Linked DNA regions of Gasterosteus aculeatus: region 2 is linked to region 1. Evidence: chromatin contacts called from public Hi-C data. All regions are on one chromosome and are shown on one strand. Each heading gives the region's core, a stretch centred on a gene start, on an enhancer-like site or on the middle of the called end of the contact. The rest is flanking DNA. Distances are from core to core; before and after follow the strand shown. Region 1 overlaps zbtb46 (zinc finger and BTB domain containing 46). Region 2 holds the start of birc7 (baculoviral IAP repeat containing 7).

Region 1 (4,955 bases), core at 758-3,257:
TCAATATCGAACAGAGAAGTTGACGGTGAAGTTGTTTTTTTTCCCCCCTTCGGGTAAAAAAAGCAAATACGTAAACTGGCACAATAAAAGGTCGATAAAAGCCTTATGGCTTGCTGTCCACAACAAGGCGAAGTATAAAAGCTTCTTTTTTCTCATACAAGATAAAAAAGAACACACGATAAAGCTTAGCATCCAGCACTTAATGATAATTAATAATAGTAACATCAACAACAGTAATCATTGTTCTCATAATGATAATAATAATAATAATAAGACTCGTCATCTGCCTCTCTTGAATTGTCAATAACATCATCGGCAAAACATGGAAATAACCTCCTGAAATCAATACACTTTTTTTTCGGGACACTCAAACATTCTTCTCACACACACACACACACACACACACACACACACACACACACACACACACACACACACACACACACACACACACAGAATGACTTCAGCACAAAGAGGGTTTTCAATAAATAGCCGTTAAACAAAAAAAGTAATATCACACTCTTTACGAATATCAAACTCTGAAATTTCAAGCACAATTTAGATTCCTTTACTTTTAAAATGTACAAAAGCCGGAGAAAAAACATCACCAAAAAACGCTGAAAAGAAACAAAGAAACAAAGGCAGTTGTTGCTCCTTCGGCGTCTCGTCATCGTCACAACTTCGTGACCTCATCGTGATGACCTCATCGTGATGACCTCATCGTGATGACCTCATCGTCACAAACAGAGATGAACTGAGCCTGAGACAGAAAGAGTTTGGATCCATTCTCCAAACCAGGAAGCAGAAACCGTGGCCTCCGACACGCACTCTCTCTCCGCCTCACACACACAGACACACACACACACACACACACACCCCCACCCTCCCCTCCCTCACCCCACCTCCCCCCTTTTCTAACTCTACAAATGATTTGTACGTCTGTCAAACCCCCGGTTTTTGTTTTGGAATGGATCGATAGAGACCTGCGTGGGGAAACTTGAGTGAAGAAAAGATTGAGGATCCCACTGCCCAAAAAAAAACACGCCGCAGGCTCTAAAAACCTGCAAATCTGCACAAGATTCAGTGATTTTCATAAGGTGGTAACAGTCAAGCGGACATAGAGCATGTCCTTAAAGGTAGGTGCGGTCGCCGAGTTGTCAAGGTACGTTGAGATCGGATCATAACGTGTGAACCACGAGTTCCGGGCTCTTGACAGGAGTCAGTTGTCATTAAAGTGCAAGTCTGTGGCAGTAGGACTCCGCACCAACGAACGTGGGCCGCCGGCTCCTCTGACGCGCTCCGCCGCCGCTTTGCAATAGGTTCACTCCCCCCTCCTCCCCACGACGCTGTCAGTGAGCCTTGGTTTCCATGGTGATTGTGATGGCGAACGCACAAAGCCGAGCGCCGGGCCGCGTCCTTGGCGGCCTCCTTGTTGGTTCGTGTTGTGACAAGAGTAGAAAAACGACAGGACTCGAGGCCTCGAAATAAAAACGCACAAAAAAAAAAAAACACGGCATAAGAAGTAAAAGGAGGTAAGCAGGAAAAAAGCCTCGCGCTCCATTCACCTCTTGACCCCACTTCTCCTGCCGCGGTGGTCGGAGGCTGAGAGTCACCAAAGTGTGCGCGTGTGTGGTTGCGTGTGAGTGTTTGTGTGTGTGTGTGTGTGCGTCTTGAGATCATCGTCGCGCAAATCGCACTTGAGCTTTTCCATCCAAAGGGAAAAGGCCGGCCCCGCCGCGCACGAATGGGTGGAGGAGAGCGGAGGAATCCGCCCCGGCAGGCGGCGGCGGCGGCGGCGGCGGGATGTTGAGAGACGCCCGCGTGGACGAGCCGGCCGAGGCGGCTTCTAGGAGATCCAGGCGAAGTCCCTCTCGCTCCCGTTCTGCTGCTCGCCCTCCGGCGCCGAGGAGTCGCTCTCCTCCTTCTCATTGTCCAGCGCCCCGCGCGCCTCGCCGGCCATCCCCGAGTCTTTCCACTTGCCGCCTCCCTCCTCGCCGTCGCCCATCATCTCGCCGTCCGCCTCGGCCATCATCTCCTCGTCGCACTCTGCCTGGTCGTCGTGGAAGCGGTCGCCGGGGTAGAGCTCCTCCTCCGGGGAGATGTCCCCGCCCACCTCCCCGGTGTGGTCCAGCAGGGCGGCCATGCCCCGCCCGGAGCAGTCGGCGCAGACGCCGTGGCGCCGCGAGCCGTGTTTGATCCCGACGCTGGCGGCCGACATGAAGACCCGGCTGCAGACTTTGCACACGTACTTCTTGTCTTTGCTGTGGACCTGTTGGACGGGGGACGCATCGTTTAAGCGCCGGGGACACACCGACCCTCACCCGCCTAGTTCCTCAAATTGTATTTGTTTGCATTTCAGAAGAATTGAATTGATAAAATGTCGTTTTGCCAGATAAAACCCTTGTGTGCAGTTAAAACACGACCTCTCTTTGTATTCTCACCATTGAAGTGGCTGAAGGCGACTGTGTTTCCCGTCTGATAACTCGATTGATAAATAAAGCAACCGGCACGCCAGTGGTGCCCCACTTTATTTGAGACTGTTCTCAGTCTCTCTTTGCGACATCTGGCAACAAACGTTGAAATCTACATGTAAATATCTAATGTCGGCAAAGAGAGAAATGAAATACGTAAAAAACGACCCCCGTCTGCCACCATAGATATTCCACCTCCGGCCTTTAAAGCAGCGTTAACGGCGCGTCCCTGAGCGGACTCACCAGGGTGTGCCTCTTCATGTGCTCCCTCCTGGTGAACTTCTTGCCACAGATCTCACAGGGGTAAGGCCGCTCGCCCGTGTGGGAGCGCATGTGCCTCTTCAGGATGCACTGGTGCATGGCAGAGAAGCTGCAGTAGGGGCACTTGAACTTCTTGCGGATCACCGTGAAGTCGTTCACTGTGGGGACAGACGGAGTGAGAAGGAGAGAAAGACGACAACGACAACAACAAAAAAAAAAAGATTAGTGTTGAACAAAGCCCTTTTAAATAAACCCAGACGTCACTTTTCAGTTATTGCATTTAATTAGTGCCGTGGTGTAGAAATGCACCATCCATTCCCATGGACACCACCCCAATCCCGGCCAAAGCCACAGTTGCCCTAGCAACGGCTCTTCCTCCACACTGAAGCAATAAAGGCAAAGAGATACTATAATCACAACACACACAGACACACACACACACACACACAGACACGTCACACAACCGTCAGTCGGCCTTAGTCGATCTACAGGGTCTCTGGTACGGGAAGCAAAACACAGACCGAAAGGACAAACACAGACGATGACGAGAGACGGCTGAGGGAAATAAAACCGCACACAAACACGAAGGGAGGCTTCGGCGAAGACGTCTCAATCTAAAACCCGCGATGTTGTCGCGTCGGAGGTCTTGCACGCCAATTATCTGCAGGCGTGGAAGTGCATTGAACGGCACGGTGTTTTTTCTTTGTGAGGACACCCGTTGTTACCCCCACCTCCGCCTTAAAACTACAGAGAGCCAAAATGTCCCTGCTTGTGAATAGAATCTTCACTGCGTTGGACGTAAAATTGATTTGCATTCATTGAACGGGCCTTTGAAGAAGTGAAGAGCCGCCAAAACATCCTCACCTCCCCAAAACGTCCCTCTTGTTAGTTAAAAACCTGATTTTGACCGAGTACCAGATCCTACAAACGCAGACGCTTTAGGGGACATACGATCCATTTCCGTTCATTTTACTGGAGACCCATAATCCCACTGCTAACCCCAACGTCAACCTCAACCATCACATCTGAAACCCCAAATCAATCAAAGTCCTCCTTCTGCTGGTTTTCTAATTTGCTTCGGTCCTCACTTTGTAGTAAATACAAGATTATCCACCCGGTTGCATTTCCGTCACATTGCAATTAATTAACTTTCCTGGTGATTTGCCCTAAACCCAAAGTCTCCCTGACTTTTAACAAATCTACATTTTAAGTCGTAAAGATTTATGTTGCGGGGACAAACATTTTGTCCCGGCAGACAGAAGAGAGTCCCCACAAAGTAACACAGTGCAGTGGCGTGTGTGTGTGTGTGTGTGTGTGTGTGTGTGTGTGTGTGAGCGATGCTGGCTGGATTCACGAGTACACAAGCACAACACGACGGCTTTAGGGGGGTAGGGGGGGGTGGGGGGGGGGGTCCCGGGGTGTCAAGCACACAGCTCGGGGTTATAAGCTTTAAAGTGATACAACATAATTACCTCCATCTGCAAAGCGACCTCTGCTTTGATTAAACACTCAACGGCACAAAGAACACGCACACGTCAGCTGCAAAAGTCACATTTCTTTTGTTGTTGTCGAAGAGAACGGCAAGTTGAAAGTGCAAAGAAAGGAAATAGCGTAAAAGTGAAGATGTGTGTGAAAGATGTGCAAGACGCAGATGTGACATTCTGAAATAAAAACTACGGAGAAGGTTTTCCATCGCAGTTTAATTACGGGATAAAAACTACAAGCAGGAGGTCATTTCATATAGAAAAGTACATACCTGTATACAGAACATGGGTTTGCTTTTTTTTATGGAGAAAATTAAATAATTAAGATTTTTAAGTAAACACAAATTCCAACAAAAACAAAAACAGAGAGAGAGAAAAAAGCCACACAACAGCCGGCGCTTCTTCTCCGGGCCGGCCGGTCTGTCCGGGCCGCGTGGCTCGCACAGGGTGACCTGAGACATGGGGCTTTTGGCATTTGGGAAGACCCCCAATTCCTCTCAAGTCACAGTTCAACGCGCTGGAGCCACCGTGGATTCTTCCCTTTGAGCAGAGTACTCACATTATGGGTGTACACGCGCAGTAAACCGCTGTAACTGGGCTTATTTGGGAAATGCATGGGTTTATAGTGGCAGGTCCGCTGTAAACTCCACGTTTTGGCAGAACATTAGCGACCAGTTTGACGTGACGCCAAACTCCGACGGCTACGACGTGGCTGAAGCGGCGTCCTTCCTCTTCAGAT
Region 2 (4,687 bases), core at 2,115-4,614, 100 kb before region 1:
CGCATTTCTTCCAACAAAAGCTCTTTAATCTAATTCATTCTCTCTTCAAAAATCTTTCTTTTAAAAATAGCGGTATTATGCTATGAAACCAGAAATGTGAAACGCTATTTTAGAAAAATGGGTCGACGCACGCAGGAAGGGGTGAAAAGGCACGCGAGCGACACGCAAGGGGCTCTTGTGTGTCCCTGCGTTTTTTTTCTGCAAACATGTGATGATGATTACTTGTGATGTAATGCAATGACCTGAGCCGTACCTGCGTGGATTGACCGGTGAGGTAAGGCTCAAAGTCGTTGTCATGGACCGCCTCCTTCTGATGCAGCGAACCATTTTGCACTGTAAGAAAACAAAGAGTTTATTAACGTACATTTAAATACAAGTTGATTTAGTTGAGGAAACATCCCCCCCAAAAAATGCATGTTTAAATTTGCTCAGCTCCAATACAGCACAACAAAAACACTTGAACTCCTGAAAAAGATTTAACGGTATCGTCTCTCACATCATATAATCGATTCAGGAATTATAATATGTCTGTCCACCTCGTGCGTGCATGTGTTCCTCCCCAAAACCCTTTCTCCTTCTTAAATCCCTGAGCCGTGTCCAGCTGAGCCTATCCTGGAGGTGAATCGGCCCGGGCCTGCCAGCTAGGCCTGCCGGTCACACACCTCCTCCTGCAGTAAATCAAAGTTGACTAGAATATCATTAAAAACGAAAATGCCATTACAAGGCCGTACCAACACCGTCGGCACCGCCGACGCGAAGGAGGAACGGAGAGCAATGAATGCTGCAGACGGGGTTAGTGGAGGCAAACATTCTTCTGATTTATGTCAACGTTTTCCAGCACCACATCTCTCGGGATTTAAGGTGACAAAAAGGAGCAGACGGACTAATTAATGTGCGAAAAATACCTCCAACAGGGAGTGAGTGCTTTTAGGAATATGATTTCAATATTCTCAGAATGAGGACGGGTGGATAATGCTGGGAATTGAATTTCTCCCTTCTCCCAAGCAGACTACAATCTAATTTTCGGGACTCAAGACACTATCAAGTGTCTAGTGTGTGTAATACTCGACAAAAAAACAACAACAACTATGTGATACTATGCAACTTCCAACCACATAAAAACTGCTTCAAAGACGGCATGACCGCGGTGCAGGTTGAACCTGCTATGCATTGTGGACACATGGCTACTTTCAGCAAACAAAGGAAAAATCACACACGGGCCGGCTGCCTGTTCAATGACACGGTGGACGTTGTACTCTGTGTGTCCTACAGTACATAACAGTTCCCAGTCATTATTGATATGTCATACTAACCATGACAGTCAAAGTAACGTGACATCTGATCTCCACACTGTGGCTCCTTCCTGCTTACGTGCACATGTATGTCCGTCTATCATAAAATGCACAACTGGAAGGTGCCAATGTTTTGTTCTGCTTGTCCCGGTGTTGCATGATGACAGTAAATGACGCTTGAATCCCTGAGTGTTTGTATTATGCTCCTAATACACTGTGTAGCCGGATAGTAGTGTGTATGATGAGAGTGTGTCCAGGATGAACAGGTACACACAAAACCAATCCAGTGCTGTGCGAGGCCACAACTCACCTTTAGATGCTTGTCCCTTTGATCTCTGCATCCACGTTGTGGCATGAAAAGGGAGAATGGACACGGTTATTTTATAGCTGATTTTGGGGGAGATTTCACACAGATTGATTGCAGCTTTTTATTGCTATCAACGTAACGCTCGGAGCACTACGACTACTTCCTGGACAGACGCAATGCAACACGGTTACCTAACGTGACTCTACGCAGAAAAGCGCTGTATGAATCCAGCTGGCTGTAATCGTTAAGCGTCATTTATTTGGTGTGTAACTTGAGCTAACGTAACTTAGCATGCTAACGTGACAAGCCCTCATAAACGGGCTGTATGAACGCAAATAGCGTAAAACAGCGGCTTGTAACTTCGTTTGAATGAGTAGCCCTGCTACGTTTAAAGCCCCGCTAGAGACGATGCGGGTGTTTGCAGCACCTTCAACGTAACGTTTAGCCGACACTTGAGATGAGTAAGTTAGCTTGAACCTCAGTGATACTTATTGTATCGTTAGCTTTCACGTACTCCGCCATAGGGTGGCTAGCGGAGGCTAACGTTGCGTAATATCAGTTAAATGATGCTTATACACCGTCAGCATGCTAACGTATAACTGAAGCGTCATTCCCATTAAACGTCCGTTAAAAACATGCAACCGCCGGCCGGAATGTAGCCGTGCTAGCTAGCTACGTGCACCCGGTTAACGTCGGTGGCTAGCTAGCACCTCCGAGAAATAGCCGTAGCCCAATAAGAAGAAAATCGTTAACCGTTAGCGGGCTTGAGCTAACGTTAGCTCGCAAAGCTGTGTTACGGGCGAGGTACAAATCCTACCTGAGGGTCAATGCTTGTGGCAGACATAATTCATTAAGCAGGTCCTTGGATTCTCTCACAAGAGCCTGAGCTTGTGACTGGATTTTTTTCCAAGGCCCCGTGATTTGAGAGAGAGAAAAAAAGAAAAGAAGTGGGGGAAAAAAAAGCCAGTTCACACAGCTCAGTTACTGCTAGCTTATGTCGGCTAGCCGCGCCGCTCAGCGTGTGTTGGGGGGAGGGTGTGCGTGTGTGTGTGTGTGTGTGTGTGTGTGTGTGTGTGTGTGTGAGTGAGTGAGTGAGTGAGTGGTGGGGGGTGCTAGCGGTTGTAAGCGGGCTCAGCTGAGTGTGTTATTTTCCGCCGTGTTGCACCGTAACTTCCACACTTCAGGAGTCTGGAGCTCCGAAAGACGACCGAAGAACAAGAGGAAGAAAATCCTGGTTTTCCACGTCACGTGTCGCCGGTTCAACCCGTTTTTCCTTCCGGAGCTCTGGATGTTTCCGGACCTCGGTTTTTGCCTTGTTACTGTTTCTGTATTATTCCAGCGAGAGGGAGAGAGACGGCCCTGCTCGGTCACGTTGTAGCACCGCACTTCCCCAATGGCCGCCCTCATCCGGGCTCCCAGCCGCCGCCGCAGTGCACGGCGATCCCCGCGGGGGGGCTAAAGTTTGGAGCGCCCTTCTCTTTGGGGTTTAACGCGCTAATAATAGATTCGGGTCCGTTTCATCAATACGGGAGGACATTAATGACCATGTGGAGGAATAAATAAAGGATTGAGAAATTTTCTAATTTTATCGACGATTAAAGAGACATCCTCAGAAATATGACTTACAATCTCATATATGTGATTTATGATTAGATGGTTATCACTTATCAGATACATATGATTATCTGATAAATATAACCGTGTCGTGTCTGCATATTAACTCGATGTGAGCGTCTTCTGGCCTTATAACGTGTGGTAATTGCTGCGTGTCGCCGCCAGGGGGCGACCGCGCTGCACCGAAACCCGACAAAGGTCAAACCACGCTGCTTCTTAGAAAGACCGTGTGATTAATTCACCAACGCTATCCAGACTATAATAATCACTAAACAAACATGTCCTGGTTTTGATGTTTCAAAAGCGTCTGACGCCACGATTAATCGCACATCCAACTTGCAGCCATCGCGTGTGAAACTATAGGACATTTCAGAGAGTTGAATTGACTGTGAGATTCAATTTTAACTCTAAACTGGTGTTTATATTGTCTCAATCTCGTCAGTGTTAACAAGTTAACTCGGAATAAGTGTCAAAAATAAATCTGCCCAGTGTTAAAAACATTACACATAATTTAGCTGACACGTTTATCCAAAGCGACTTACGTTACATTTCAAACCCATGGTTTTTGCATTTTAGCCTGGGGAGCAATTAGGGGTTAGGTGTCTTGCTCAGGGACACTTTGACATCAATGGTTGGACATGGTTCCCATCTCACCCTCTCTAATCCACGCGCCACAGTACCTAGAGTTAAACCCAACACCAAGAAGTGTGACACTGTACAGTTACATTTCAAACCTATCAAAGAGTTCATTTAACTCTACTAAGTGTCACAAATGCATCTGATCTTGACACTGAATAATGACTCCAGCTCTTTTCGTACAACTGACTCTGTAAGAGTTGAATTAACGTTTTGCAGTGTGATTTCAACTCTGCACTTCAACACTTTTGCCGGAAAATGAACTCTAAAGAATTTTGCTGTGTATCTTTATCTTTACTATTCGTCTCACAAATTCAAGAGCAAAGAAGGAGAGGAATCCAGCAGCCGCTTTATGACTTATCGTTATTGTACAGTCAACGCCTTTAGGTCACAGAAGAAAAAAAAAAGGTTTTGAAATGTCAATATCAGGTTTTAGTTGAAGCGTTTCGCCCTCCGTCGCCTTTACTCTGCTAAGGTCAAAGGTTCTACGTGTGTTTGACACCCCGGTTCGCCGTCACGGGGGGGAGGGGGGGGGGGGGGGGCCCGGGGCGTTTCTTTGTTGCGTCCGAAGAGGCGGAGCGACGCTTCGCCTTTTCACCCATTCGAGGATGGACGAGCGGGACACGTTCTGGAAGGCCGTCTCCCCGCGGGCCGCGGCGCGCCGCGCTGCCCCTCGGTGCGCGCCCCACTATGGACCGCGGGGGGGACGAGCGGCACAGGACGAGGAGCTGCAGCTGCGCGCCACACAATGACGGACGACAGGGGAACCGCGCCGCGCGCCCCCGAGGCGCCTCGGATGCGGGGCGAAGGCGAGAGACTTCGAACTTTTGGGCGCTGG

Evidence for each region. Hi-C and Micro-C count contacts between places; a contact is called where the count stands out from the background.
Region 2: a contact with region 1 is called in a Hi-C map of skeletal muscle, with 2.7 times the contacts expected there. The contact joins the promoter of birc7 here to the enhancer-like site in region 1. A contact is called at or near these places in 2 of 6 Hi-C or Micro-C datasets (both in skeletal muscle).

What each region holds. Positions count from the first base shown.
Region 1 is chr2:2,007,218-2,012,172 of fGasAcu3.hap1.1, reverse strand. It overlaps zbtb46 (zinc finger and BTB domain containing 46), which reads right to left. Exons shown (of 7, transcript XM_078082109.1): 6 at 2,715-2,890; 7 at 1-2,269. The coding sequence ends at 1,847. LOC144383662 reads right to left here. Exons shown (of 2, transcript XM_078082124.1): 2 at 4,414-4,955. Among protein-coding and RNA genes, the nearest start is that of LOC144383662, 5.4 kb to the right of the region's middle. Within about 2 kb of position 2,007, at least 1 of the 9 cell types and tissues checked has open chromatin away from gene starts, as enhancers often do.
Region 2 is chr2:2,112,224-2,116,910 of fGasAcu3.hap1.1, reverse strand. It overlaps birc7 (baculoviral IAP repeat containing 7), which reads left to right and starts at 3,364. Exons shown (of 7, transcript XM_078082204.1): 1 at 3,364-4,687. The coding sequence starts at 4,598. LOC120829467 (YTH domain-containing family protein 1) reads right to left here and starts at 3,175. Exons shown (of 6, transcript XM_040193583.2): 1 at 2,417-3,175; 2 at 1,603-1,627; 3 at 254-333. The coding sequence starts at 2,443.